Linked DNA regions of Zea mays: region 2 is linked to region 1. Evidence: chromatin contacts called from public Hi-C data. All regions are on one chromosome and are shown on one strand. The core of a region is the stretch at or near the end of the contact, and the rest is flanking DNA. Distances in the headings are between cores, read along the strand shown.

The links. A called contact is a pair of places that touch in the nucleus more often than the background predicts.
Region 2: a Hi-C map of tassel shows a contact between it and region 1, with 1.9 times the contacts expected there. The contact joins the enhancer-like site here to the promoter of LOC100284636 in region 1. A contact is called at or near these places in 3 of 25 Hi-C or Micro-C datasets (bundle sheath, ear and tassel).

The regions. Positions count from the first base shown.
Region 1 is chr10:135,519,702-135,527,190 of Zm-B73-REFERENCE-NAM-5.0, forward strand. LOC100284636 (aprataxin) reads right to left here and starts at 4,895. Exons shown (of 6, transcript NM_001157531.2): 1 at 4,510-4,895; 2 at 4,368-4,414; 3 at 3,174-3,250; 4 at 2,990-3,056; 5 at 2,589-2,666; 6 at 2,315-2,514. The coding sequence starts at 4,644. The coding sequence ends at 2,412. It overlaps LOC100273520, which reads right to left and starts at 759. Exons shown (of 2, transcript NM_001147938.1): 1 at 651-759.
Region 2 is chr10:135,663,460-135,670,948 of Zm-B73-REFERENCE-NAM-5.0, forward strand. No RefSeq gene overlaps it. Among protein-coding and RNA genes, the nearest start is that of LOC109943123, 28 kb to the left of the region's middle. Within about 2 kb of position 3,997, at least 14 of the 20 cell types and tissues checked have an H3K27ac peak or open chromatin away from gene starts, as enhancers often do. A contact at or near this core is called in ear and tassel, where this site is marked.

The DNA.
Region 1 (7,489 bases), core at 3,645-6,144:
CGTCTTGGCTTTTCTAGCTACACTGCATTTTTTATGTATCTAGACATAACATATATCTAGGTGTATAGCAAGATCTATGTACCTAGAAAAGCCCCAAAACAGACTTATAATTTGAAACGGATGGAGCAGGATTTACCAAACTTTGAATGAACTGATGCCAGTAGAAATCTTTACCTAAGCGTAATAATAAGCACCAATGAAAACGATAGATTGGTTACAGCATTAAAAAAACATAAATCAAGTTTAGCTACACCGAGTATCAACAGAATTGAGAAACAACAACTGTAGCAACGAAATCACAACCCAGCATCAAACCCGATTTGCACATCGAGAAATTCAGAACCAGTGTGATAACTGAATAATCACCACTACTCCTGATCCCTTGGCTGCTGATGTTCATAAACTGCTTAGTATAACGACAGAAGTAACTCAACTGAGAATAAAAACTCGCAGACCTGAACCAAGGGCAGACTCAATAAAGGACATGGGTGTACCCATGTACAAACAGCCGATATTTTTTGCCAAAACAAAGAATTCGGTAGGCATAATACATGCATACACTTGTGACTAGATCGGATCCGAGATAGCTTAAATTAGGGTTCGGGTCAGGTGCTCGGTTTTGCACAGAAAAGAGAGGGGGGCGGGCATACCTGGTGTAGTGGGTGCTCGTCGCCGGCAACGAATACAGGGGCAGGTGGGAGTAGGGCGGCGGCGGGCGTGTTCGGTTGCTCCGCCTGCCACCGTTGAATGTTGATGCAGAAAACGGCCGAGCGTATATCTCTCGGGCAGTCGAACGTGTATGAAGTGGTACATTCTTTCTCGGATCCATTTTCTTTTCATTTCTTTCTCCCTCTCTCTCTTTTTGCCGAGAGATTCTGATATTTGCCATCAGCAAGAAATAAGTTTGTAAAATTATCATTAGACCCACATTTTATAGACCCAGCTGGACCCACAATTCATAAACACAATGGTAATTATAACAAGAAGACAACATTGTGAGTGACAAAAATCCAATTATCTCCTTTTTGCCAATTGCCATGACACTTATAGTTAATTATATTATTATAACTCTTATATATAATTAATAATCAGTTCTACCTTCTGCAAATCCACTAGTTATTAAGCCTTTTTTTTGTCCCTGACGAGGTAATTTATGGTCCTTTCAAATTTGTGCTCTAATTAAGTTATGGTATTTTTATCATGGTATTTATATCTCGGACAAATATGTCATAAGAATATTTCTCCGTAATCTGTAGCGATTTTCTTGTCATGTTGGAGCATACTTTGTCATGAGGTTGGAATAATTTTTTCCTAAACATATAACATTTCTATTCGGCTGACTTTTTTTATTGAACTGTTGCTGCAACTATTGCCGAGTCGTAGATTCACTGTTTTTTTTGGCTGGGCAGCCGAACGGTAACACGGAGCTGCAACATTTTTCCACTGATGAAGCTACAGTGCGCAAATCCACGGATCCTACGCAGCCACCCAAACAACAGCAGGACGCGGCCGTGCTCAAGCCGCAGGACGCAGGACACAAAAAGGTCGTTCAACTGTGCAGCCGTAGATTTCCTGCAGCCCAATCGTAGATTTCCTGTGCTGCCTTGCAAGTGCAGACGTAGATTTCTTTACAGGTGAATTCCTTTTTTTTTTAAGAATTTGATTGACAATGAAATCACTCGCTAGTACTGACGGAAACTAGAAGGAAATTGTGAGTTACAATTGTGTCTAGCTCTTCCTGTCTTGTTCATGTGGTTCTTGTTTTAATGTATTGGTGTACATTATAACTGCATTATTTCACTCATGCATTGAAGTGGTAAAATTAGGCGTACATGTAACAATAAGACATGACGGTAGTAACAGTATTGTAAGGCAAAAGCACACAGATAACTATCGTAGTTTCCATTATTTTATATTTTAATTATGAGGAGAAAAATCTACTTCTCTTTAGTTAACAGTGATACCATAGGCTCATATAGCACATATGCTTCTTAGTTCATCACATTCTTCGTCCAAGTACTACTTAACTTCCTAACTTAACAACTACCACACAGTTCTTAAAGTTAAAGCACGAAGAATAGATAGGCTATGATTTCTTACCTACTGAAGGCATCAAGTAACTTCCCTTGCATATTGGGGCGATGGACGCTTATTTAAATTTGAATATATATCCACGGAATGAAAGCTCAGTTTAACTTCTAGAGTGGTTAGTTTCATTGAGTTCAACATTACAGATCTAGTCTTTGAGAAGTCCAAACAGTGAATACAATACACAATACGCGTCAGCTGATTACAGAAGAGGGAAGAGAGTAAATACTCACATAAATGTACTGATTGTGATTGACCCATAAATAAGAGTACAAAATAATGCAAATAAGCAGGGATAGCAGGTATCAGTAAAAATATTGATGCTAACTGTATGCTTCTGCTTCTGGTTTTATTCTTTCCAATAGCTTTTCTGCTGCGATAAACCCCCCTAAAGGTCCCAGAGGGGTATATTTTACTTGCCTCCAACTGTCATATGAAGTGGCGCAAATAATTTTAGATGGCAATTAAATCTCTGATTCAAAGTATCAGTCTTACTTTACCTGGGGATAAATGGCAGTGCCAGGCAATGAAGATGAAGGTGATCAATACTATTAAATGGGGGCTGATGGAACCCAAACCTACAATGCAGACTACATACGTAAGAGAAATGACAGTAAACAATGTTGAATAAGTATTTTGACTCTTGAGATATGCTTCCCTTGTTCCAAATTGTAAGTCATTCTGACTTTTCTACAAACATAGCTTCTCTATGCATCCAAACATAATTGATATCTAGATGCGTAGCAAAACCTATGACCTTGAAAAGCCGGAACGACTTACAATTTTGAACGGAGGAAGTATTAATATAAAGTATTAAAAATACTGCCCGTGTATGAGATAGCTTTGGAGAAGGTATGCAACACAAAAGATCATATATGTTCCATTTGGTCTTTGGCAATACCTGTGTTCCTCAGAATTTGGAGCATCTTGATTGAGGAAGTCTTTCCCCACCTTCACCATGTGGCTCACTGAAAAACAATAATAAAAGAAATGCAACAGCTTCAGATCTGGCTTGCACTACAATGAATAGTGAAATGCAACGTCAAGCCAGGTTCATATGATGAAAGAAGCCAAAGAGTACCCACCTAACTGGTGATCATCTTTGGTTTTGCGGAGGCTATTTACAGTTGGTATATGATCAATGGGTATGACAAGATAGTGCCTACAAATATCGCACACATCACTAAACAAATATTCAACAAATAAATTTGTTAATTGCTACAGTAGAAGTACAAGCACTCAGAAAAATAATATAACAAAGGCTTATAGTCCCAAGCAAGTTGGGGTGGGCTGGAGATGAAGCTAAGCAAGAAAAAAGATGAGGATGAACAAAGTACAATGAGGTACTAAAATAGTAATAATGAATAGATAATTTCTTCTGGTTGTGAATAGAACTGAGCTCATGTTCTAGCCCTGTGAGTAAATCATGTGAAAAATCGCGCTAGCATGTCTGACGGTTATCACACACAAAGCCAGCAAGAACCACAAGAAGACTTCAATGTACCACGCTGTTTGCATCACTATGGCATCATGTACTTCTCACAAACTATTATGTTTCAATTATAAACCAACTATGCCATTTACAAAGATATACTGTATCTTGTCCCAGATATGTAGTAAAATGTATGATATTTTCATGTGCGCATATTACTTTCCTGATAACTTCTAGCAAGGAAATGTGATGCTTCTGCTCATATGAACGAAGAAGTTTCATATACATGAACATGAACTTGTGTACATCACCTCAGCATTACTACTAGTAGCCCTCAAATGTCCAAAGGAGCACTTATGAGTTAGTATTTGAAACGATACTCTAACTTATATAACAATTAAGGTGAGACTGATATAGATGGCGAGAAGACAGAAGTACTGCCAGCTGATAAGTGATAAGGAACAACATATTTTTTATGTGTCAGTGAAAGTGAATGAAAACAATGGAGACATAGTCTATAAAAAAGTAAATTGCTGAGGACAACCCACTAATAACTTTAGGATCACGTAGTAATACTTCGAAAAACAACAAGTTTGTAAGGGCTTAAGGCAATCAATTAAGTGAGACACGCAAAGAACGTAGCAGCCTAGCACAAAAAAAAAAACTCGAATCGAATACTTCCACCTTTCCCTGCAACAAAAAATGCGTTGTTTGCAATGCTCACCAGGTGTTCGATGAAATGAACCCATGCCCTAGTTCGTCCGATGACCCGTAATGCGACATCTAGATCAATCCAAGCAACAGGGAGCTGTACAAACGAAATGAACACCAACTCCTAATCGAGTACCTGAACGCCGACGGGTTGATGTCGCGGAACGCCACGACCTTATCATCCTGCGCACAGGAGAGAAAAAAAAGAGGGGATTTACATTTTCTGCAGCCAAAGCGGCACTAGATCGAAGGTGATACGTGAGACAGTGGTACGGAACGGAGTAGAGGAGAGCGGTGGTGGAGGCGGGGGCGCCGCGGACGATCTCGCAGAACACGCACCCGTCGACCATCGGCGCCCGTTCCGACATCTTCCTGGCCACACGTCTGCCCCCGAAGCAGAAAGTCTTCCTCATGGCGTCCCCCCTCCCCCGCGTGTTGGTAGGGGAGTAGGTGGGAGTAGGATGCCGACCGACCCGGGGTGGACTTGATCTATTCAACAATGACGCTCTCGGACGCGGCGGCCGGCTTGGGGTCCGGGATGCCGCCGTCGTGTCGGCTGTCGGAGTCGAAGGCGAGTTCCGGGATGCCGCCGTGTGTGTGATTTCCACAGCCCAGGAACTGCAGGCAGTTAAGGCCCACTTAATGCTATTGTGTTCATTGTGTTGAGCTCAATGAACAGGCTCTCGAGGCCCTATTAGGCTACTCACAATGAGGATTTCATGTCTAAAAAATGTCACATCAGATTTGTGGATGAATGAAATATCCTCTCTCAATAGAGAGTTTCATCTCACTATTTCATATGTCAACATACTTCTTAAATGTTGCATATAAATAACCAATACGATTTACTCAATTATATGAGGATGAAACAAAACACTCTCAGCGGAGGTTTCACACAGTTTCCAAGATATTGGAAACGAGTTAACATGGTTTCATCCCCATGAAACTCCATAAAACTCTTCCTTCTTAAATGATATGACATATCATCCAAATAGCTGATGTGATAGACTAATTAATACATGAAACACCACATGAAACCTCCATTGTGAATAGCCTTAAGATCTACCAAAGCATTTTTTGTAGTTTTGATAAAATATTATGGCATTTGAGAAAACTGAGATACCGTAAGTCATAAAGCGTTCGGTTTAATTTACAGTTTTCGATAGTACAATATCCTCAAAACTATAGTTTTTTAAGAGTTTTAGATGTTAAACTCAGAAGCAAAGTTTTAGGTCAGTCGCGTCTCCTCCTCGATGCACTCACCTCTGTGTTGGCTTGTTCTCTCTTGCCGGGCAACCAAACAACATACGATTTCAAAAAAATAGCACGGTTTAACTAGAGTAAAATGTAAACCATGGTATTTTTAAAATGGTAGTGTTGAAAACCTCACTACCAAAAGAGGCCCTAAGTAGGTATTGTCTCATTAGGTGGTAGTGTCAACCGCATAAAAATATAGCTATTGAATGTTGATGAATACATAAATGCAAGGTTGTTCGTTTTAGATTAAAGTCGGTTGTTGAACTGTTGTAGATGCAATTTATAAAAAGCAAAAATACTGAATAGAAGTTAGTATAAATTAAAACCAAACGAACAGGTTCAAGGGTGGAGTGAGAAAACTTCCCATCCCACCATTACGTAGTATGTAGCAAATTTAACTTTCACTTGTATCTCACGATTGAATAGGACGGAGTATACAACGTACGTAATGACACTTGACACTTAACGTAACTTAGCCCTAACAAGGTACGCTTCCATGGCGAGGGAGCTTCACCAACCGTGACTCCGTGAGCCACGAGTTATCAAGAACTTGACGAGATCGGTAGGTTTTAGCGTCAGGTACGTGGAATAATGTGTGAGGATGTCTGAGGTCAGTGGTGTGGCAAGTATTTGCGACTGAGCGGAAGGGATACCCACCGTTCCCCAACGACTTCTACTAGAAAGAACTTCTAGATACGATAATGGTGTGAGACTAACGAGATATTTCCCTAGCCAACACTTTTTATCAAATTCATCTTTTGTTGGGGACTTATTCTTAAATACTATGAATTAAGAACAAGGCAACATAAAATGCTAAATATAAATGCTCTTCGTCCGCCGATGCATTATTTCCACAAGGGTTAAATGTATCTTCGGACGAAGGTCAAAAGCATAATGTTACGAAACAAAACTTATAAAGATAACAAAAATTAATATAAAACATGAGACGATAAAAACAAATACATTAGTAATGAATAACGTCATTCACATGTTTAACTATATGAACTTAAGGTATTTGAATACAATGTTTAGGTACATTAATACCTTTGCCTTGACAAGTAAAAATTCCCGAGTGATGCTTTAGCAATTACAGGAATGCGTGAACAGTAAAGGAATACTGTTCTCTATTTATAAGCACAGGACACAGCCTGTGAGAAATTACAATAATGCCCCTCATAAAAGTTTACAACAATGACTCAGACCCTTATAGACTAAAAGGTCATTCCATCTTTAAGTCGGTTCGACCCTTCATCTTCGGATATGCTGTAATACCGAAGCTTCATGAATGATACCTTCGGCGTCACGTATGAGCAGCTTCAGCCGAAGCTGTCTCTTTCTGCAGGACCTTCGGCGACGAAGCATGGTCCCAACAGTAGCCCCTTCGCGGTGCTAGATCGTTTTTCGTAACGAGCTTGATCCGTGAAAAAAGTCTCTTAGGCTTCGGGAAGCCGAAGGTCCGAAAAACACCTTCCTTGAGCTCGTTGTCGAGAAACGATACAGCTTTCAAGCGCGTAGCGGTCCCACCATGCAGGTTCACTATTTTGGTTTTTGCGGCCCACCGTTCAGCGGGTGCGAGCAACTGTTTGCCCGGTGTAAAAATCCTGACGATTCACCTTCTTACCTGCAGCACTATATAAACAGACGAGTAGGTGTGAAGTTACCACAGCATTCATTGCACTGTTTTGCTGCCAAAATTTTTAACCATAGCCGAAGCTTGATTTTCACATTCAAACGAAGCTCCAATTTGGTGTTTGCTTCGTTAGAGAAAAAGCTTCGGAAGAAAAGGTTATTGTTTTCCAAGAAAATTTTCAAGAAATTCAAGATTAAATGGCCAGAGTGCGCTCTACAGCTAGAGTTGAGCGCGAGGGAGACGAAACCGAAGGTGTAGAAACTGTTCCTATCTCTGAGGCGATGAAGCGATCTGGATTGATGACATCAGAAGACATCCCTGCTGCTGAAGCAGAACAAGCAGATATTGAGGAGGTTGATACTGACGGTGAT
Region 2 (7,489 bases), core at 2,747-5,246, 140 kb after region 1:
CACCACTTGTGGATAATTTTACCTTATTTTTCCATAACCGTGGAAACTGATGAGCATGGATGTTGAAGTTGATGTTTGGACCATGGGTTGGATTAGAAAACTTATAGGGATTTTTTTACAAAAGGGATGACGGTGGAAACCAGAAAAATTGGTGCCCTATAATAGTAGAGAAGAGAAAGTGAAACATTAAAGAGAGTTTTGAATTGGAGATTATCTTGATTGTTTGCGGTGATTTTGTTCCCGTTGTGGCAGAAAGTGGTGGTTCTCATAGTTGTGGTAAAGTTTTCTTGTCAGGGCCTTGTAGCCTAGGACACATCAATTTACATACAAAAGGGCTTAAGCTGAAAAAATCTTCGACAACTCAGAAATGTGCCCCATCGATTGTTCAATGGCTCAACGTGGTTGGAAGAGTCCATCTAAATACTCAGTGTTCCTTAAAAATATAACTACAGTAGGTAAAATGTAAACACCTAAAATATTTCTAAAAGAACTATGTGCATTTCGAAGATTGGTCGTTATGCGACATTGACTATTAAATTTCAAGCAAACATGAAAATATCATGGAGAAAGAAGTTGTTATTTTGAATGGCAGTACCAAGAATTATCGGCAAACTAGCAGCAACAACAACAACAATAAGGTATATGATATTTTTCCTTCATCTATGTGAATTCCGTCTTTAAATTTTATAAGCAAGTTAGTTGACAATATTGTGTGGCTTTATAGGCCACAATTTTCCCCATTTTCTCTTAGAATACGACTATGGAAGTGCATAAATGTCCTTTAGCGGGATAACTAGAACTGTCATGCAAATATTCCTCTTTGACCTAGTTATTAGTCATAATCCAGTTGGAATCTATCGGAGGTATCAACTTTGATAATATAGATGAATGTATCATGCATTCAAAATCAGAAGGATAACGTAAACGACATAAATATATACTGATTCAAATATTAGGTATGTTCAATTAAGAGTATAGCTCTTATCTCGTATAGTGAAGTTTACTAGAGCGCTAGTGGCTAGTTGCATATATAATGTAGTCTAAAAATATGTATCGTGGATTCAAATATGTTTTATAGTTGATTACAAGAAAACTTAAATAGAAGAACGACCATATCTTTTAGAAGTCATCGTCCAATCTCTATGTGGTAAGTTACTTGTCCATCATGTCTATCGATGTACCCTCGTTTGATTAGGCCTCATCTTCGCTAACCTAATGTTAATGGGCCCTTGTTCAAGTGGTGAGTTGTCCTAGGTCCATATGATTGACATTATATCCCAAGGACTTTGATGTCAGGCTAGTTGACTGATTCAATCCTTTGAGTCCTCCAAGCGCCTGCGCGTTGATGCAACCTTCATCTTCCACTTATTGCACATCATTAAGTCATGCTATAGATAATGATGAATGATCAAAGAAATCTTCCAAACACATGTGTGTTGATGCATCCTCTCTTGTACAAGCATAATCGACTTCGATTTAGGGATAAACCATTGTCGGGTATGATCTTATCTTATACTCATAAGGACTTTGTTATTTATACATCTCATAATCATCGATATGTCTTTGTTCCTGTACACGTATCCAATGTAACAAGCTATATCAATAGCTAGAAGGAATCACCTCTAAAAGCTATGGAACAAAGGAGGTCATCGAGTTTTGTGTTGACTTTATTCCTAGATTTAAATCGATTGATGTTCCTCAATTGTGGCATGAGGTGAGGCTAAGTGCATAGGGCACAGTAGGAAGGAAAGCAATAATTAGAATGAATAAAGATTATTTCCATAAAGCACGCTGCTCGGTTATGCAAAACATCTCCTGGATGGCTTTGTATATTTAGGAACACAAGAATATTCTATACTTTGACTTCCCAAGGGAGCCTATAGCCCAAATTATGCGTCGACATATGAAAACTTTTTATGGTTGGTTGCGAAAAATTTTCGCGACAATGACATTGTTGATAAACAAATATACTTGTTGTCTTGGAGACCATATTGCAATATCTGGACATTGCATGAGTATGAGATAAATGAGACTGTTTTGTACAATAGCACAACTTAAAAGAGCACAAACCAAAACAGTGGAGTTCACATATATGCATGTACCTAAATGGGAATAAGAAAATATATTATGGTTACGTAGAAGAGGTATGGGAAATTGACTAAGGACCTTGTTTAGGGTCTCTTTGTTTTGGTGTCAATGGGTGAAGCTGTCCGGATCGGAGGGGGTAACAATGGACCAGCTGTGAAAGATGTGACTAAGGTTTTCTATGTTAAGGATATGTCTACCAAACTGAAGAATGGGAAAAAACAAGTTACACGACAAACCAAAGCATTGTATAGTTCATTCAAGGAAAAGAAACATTGTAGGCAATCAAGGGCAAGTCATAATCGAACACGTGAGAAGATTATGATGAAAATGACAAAAATCAACCCTTCACAATTAACACTAACCCAACCATTCTACTATAACAAGAATGGTCCATGGTTATGGAGCAATCATAACCAAGTGACATATGTTAATAAAAGTTTATTATTGTTCCTTCTCAATAATGATGTTTAATAATGCATTAGATTTATTATACAATAATTATAAAGTAGTTTTATGGAACCCTAAATACAACTCCTAAGTTTCCATAGCTGTGGTGAATTTTGTTGTATGTGCCTTAAAAATTCATGCTTTTATGTGCCACAAATTAAGGAAACACTACGTTTTAGATTTTTGCTATTTTCTATAGCTTTGATGATTTTTTGTTTAGCGATACAAAGTGCTTAAATGTTGAATTGACGCTACCCTAGAAACAATCCAAAATGTTACCAAACTTTTGTATTGGGTCTCATATGGCTCAATGAACTAATTTTGTTGTACGTGTAAGAGAAACTATTTTATTTTGAAAATGTAATTTAACCTCGTTTCTCCATTTTATCACAAAGTAAATGCAATAATAACCAAAATTAACTAAAGATCGAAATTTTTGTGTGGATCCATGCTTTAAGTCTAAATGCATGCAAAAAAGTAAAAATTTAAACACTAGCGTATCTCTTCTAATATATAAAGCGTCAGTTCCACGCTCATCTGTTCCCTTGACCTCTCCATGCTCTCCACATTTAAATGGGAAAAGGCTAAAATTATATAGAAATGATGATTCGAACCATGGTTGTTGCCTCTAAACCCATATTCACACTCATGCGGCTAATATAACACACATATCATTTTGTTTTATACTTTATATTCAAGCATAAATGGAAAGTGAAGTGTTTGTGCCATTTCATGAATACTCACTACAACTCCTAAGTTTCCATAGCGCTCGTGCAATTTGATAATATTAGTGTTAAATAGGACAAATTTCAGAAACTTTCCATTTCAGTGTGTGAAATAAGGGAAGCGTAGGTTTTTTCATGGTCAAACCTGGAATTTTATCAATTTGTTGTATTAGCAAAATATTGGACTAGTTGTTATACAGCTCGCTAGCCAATTATAATTAATCTAGACAATTTTTAGCGTTGTTAGAAGTTAAACTGTCATATCGATTTCAGTTACAAGACCTGATCAAGATGCTCTACAAAACCATTATCGCAGCAGCACACTTCTGCAACTAATTCCTATATAGTGTGTTTTCCATCATCCATTATTTGCTCGCGTCACGGGCTGCAGCGCGCTGGTCTGAAGAAGCGCCAAAAGGCAGGCCTGGTCTCGATCGAAATAGTGGCCGTTCCGGCGGCTCGCGCGTCGTGTCGTCCACACGTACGGCGAGGACGACATGACATGACAGTTCCGATGCTGCTGCAATGCAATGCAACTGTGCCTTGCAACATGGCAGCCGAAAAACAGCAATCATTGACCCAAGAGAGGGAAACCACGATCCAAATCGTCGCGGCACGCGTCGAATCAATCCGTTCGATGCATGTAACCGGCGGAGGAGCAACTAGTAGTACTCCCTGGGACGGTGACTGGGGACTGCCGGGCGGTGGCGAGTGGACAGGTGAGAGGATCGGAGCAGCCCGCGCGCTACAGAGCGGGGAAAGGAAAAGGAGAGCAGGGCCTAGGGTAGAGGGTTAGGTCGCAGCAGTGCTGCTACGGCAGGCCGCTAGTAGCTCCAGACGACGTATGGAAATGGTCGCACCGTTATGCCCCTGTACGGCTGTACAGCTGTACTCTGTACGTAGACGATGGCGCATGGCACCAGATCAACGTGCTTGCCAGTTAAGCACCCCGGCCGGGCTAGGGCTAGCCGTCGTCCTGCTCAGCTTCCTCGCGGAGCAGATCAAGGACACGCTCGTGACTCGTCCATATGTCGTCCTCGATCTGCTCGCCACCGTGAGCGGTCGCAGTACGTCGTCGGGCACGGTAGAGGCATTTCGCGCGCTTCTCCAAGCGTGCCGGATCGTCCAATCGTCTGCCACATACCATATTATCGTGGTGCATGCTTGCGGCAAAGTTTGAGCTCGTCCATGGCAGAAGAGGATGGATGACGCTCAAGATCGGCGCCGGTTTCTGCGCGGTCATGTTGACCTCAGCTGTCGCGATCCGCTGCTCTGTACTGGCGGCGGCTGGATCGACCAGGGCACGCCCACGCAGTAGTTATACTAGCTCGTAAGTGATATGTTATGCCTGCTTGTGGATTGTACGAGATCAAATTATAAAAGATTTTGATTTTTTTTGGAATTTAAACTTACTCAATCACAACCAATTAATATGGATTGAGTTCAAAACGAACAAGCTCTTATACGGTGGTTTGCTATGCTACTCTATGGACTGTCCATCATGATAGAAATACTTGCTATGGTACTCTAACTATATATAGACTGTACATCATGATAGATACTCCCTCCGTTTCTTTTTGTTTGTCGCTGGATAGTGTAAAATTGCACTATCCAACGACAAATAAAAAGAAAAGGAAAGGAGTATGCTGGAAGAATATTATGACACGTTATCATCTAAGAGGTAATAGGTCACCGTATTTTTCTAGAGATATTTTATGGAAAACTAACTAACCAACAGTTCTATAATATGACCAGCTGATAGGCTTCTGCCTCTTTCGTCCCCACACGTGATCTAAATCGCCATGCCCTTTAAGTCTGCAACAACCATATATAATTTGCAAAGGTAAGGTACATGCATGTTGTAGCACGTCGTTGCTTTTTAGTGCATGAGGAGATACTATCATACTATACGTAATTTGATGCTGATGAAAAGAAAACATTCAACCTGATGTGGCAATCTTTGGTACACATTTTTGGTGGACTCTGAGTGTTGTGTTGTTTCAATAATTAATTACAAACCTTGAACGTGTATGCATGGTAAATTCCCTCAAACTGTAACTTTTCCCTAGTAATAATGGTATGACATGCATGTATGCATATGCAGTGCGCTTGGAAACTCCATAATTTTAGAAAGTATACTGTCGGTAGTACGTTTGGAAACTTTATAATTTCATGTTTTTATTATGAAGTCTTCCCACACTGCTACGGCGACCGGGGGAACCCGGTTAATAGAATTTTTTTAAAAAAATCATTTTTACATTACAATCAACGGCAATGATTTGATTCATATATTACCAGTTCACCACATATCAATCCCTGTACTGGGCTGTGAGCGCGGGAGGGTGTGGCCTGGCCGGAGCCCTCGGTGATCGGCTGCTGCGGCGTAGCTCCAGTCTGGGGGTGGCCCTGGATCCAGGTTTGAGGTTTCGTCGAGCGAAAACGCGTGAAGCCAATGGGTTGCGGGCTTGCGGCATTGTTCTCATGCTCTGTGACTGTGAGCGAGCAACTCGCTTGCTAGCTAGCTTCTCTTTCCGCCTGTCCTCAGCCCGGCAGCTCCTCCCCTGGGCCTCAGTGGTCGGTGCCCCAGTCCCTTCACCTTTGTAATTGCGCCATAGCCACACCACAGCCAGCATCCAGGTCCAGCCATGGCGCCTCTGCCCGCTTGTGCTCGCGGCTCGGCTCCCCAAACTGTCACCTCGGTCTGGCGGCCCGCGCCCTTGACTGACTCCTTCTGCTGCTGCCTGGACCGCGCACAGCCTTTGGCAGCCGCAGCCTGCCAGCGCTCTGTCCCTGCGAATGCGACTGTTGCCTGCCGCGTCCGCGCCTGTGTGGCCTGGGCCTCAGTTCTTATCGTCAGCTAGCTTGCTGCCCCGGCCGCGCGCCTGCCATGCACGCGCAACGAGATGCTAGCTTGCTACTGCAACCGCATGGCGCCGTTGTATGCATGTGTAGGGCGCTGTCTTCTTGTCGTCGCGGGGTTTGCGCCAACTCTCTACCATACCTATATGACTATACTACTGTATAGTCCACGGTTTAAACTTAACTAAGTCCTGTTTAGAAGAGCTTTATTTCAATAATTTCAGATCTATTTCAGTTTCATCTATCTAAACGGATTCAACTCCACGAGCTCTAATTTTTTTTTAAAAAAAAACTGAAACTAAAGGTCAGTTCAATAAAATTTCCGAAGCTCCTTGGAGGGTGCTTTTAAAAAAATTGTTTTCATACCTCCTTATGAAGTTGCATAAAAATTACACACCATGCCATTGGTTACATAACCTGCTGATTTATGTCTCTTTCTCCACCCGCTAATCATTAAGAGTAATTAAGGAAAGTTGCATAAATAAATTATATTACAGAAGCTAGAGTCTATGTACAAGCCAAACATTATTGAACGCCGCCTTACCAATTTATCGAAGTTGTTCCATGGTGAAGCTCGAAAACCGAAGGTGCAATTCTTGAAACGAAGCCCTTCCAAACAAGGCCTAAATCGACAAAACAAATTACATTCAAATTTAACACACCATCCAAATCAATAATTTAGATCTTTGCATAACTCCATCTCTCTTACTCACTCAAATCTAATAGACAATATTATTTAGATCACCTTCATCGATCATTCCTTCCTCTCTCTCCCTCTCCACAACCCCACCGCCCCAGCCTACCCTCCCCCTCCCTCGTCCTCGTTGCCCCCTCTCTCTAACCCGCATCGTTACCATTGCAGTCAACCTCTTCCCTCGCACAGACACCACCATCGTCAACCCCCTCCCCGATATCGTAGCTTTAGCATGGGCTACATAATAGTTTATATTAAAAAAATACAAACATTCATTTTAAATATTATTATATTAGTTATATACTATATTGTTATAATAGTTCTATTAGAAACATAAATTAACACTAATATTATTTACTATAAGTTAAATTAGGTCAATTGATATAGATACCATTTTATGGACGGAGTAAGTACTTTTGTGCGGTGTGTGGAGATACACACTGACCAGTCATCACGACGATTCACCAGTACACACAGATAGGTTTTAGGAGCCTAGAGCCACTCCTTCGTCATGTAATTTTAGATTTACTGCAAATTGATTATTAACTTTGACTAGATTTATGAAATGATATCATGATTTCAAGCACATGTTTATTTTTGACCTGTTTTAAAAATCATTTGTTTTAGTTTTTTACCCAACCTTTTACTCATACCAGTTCAATTTGTGGTATGACAA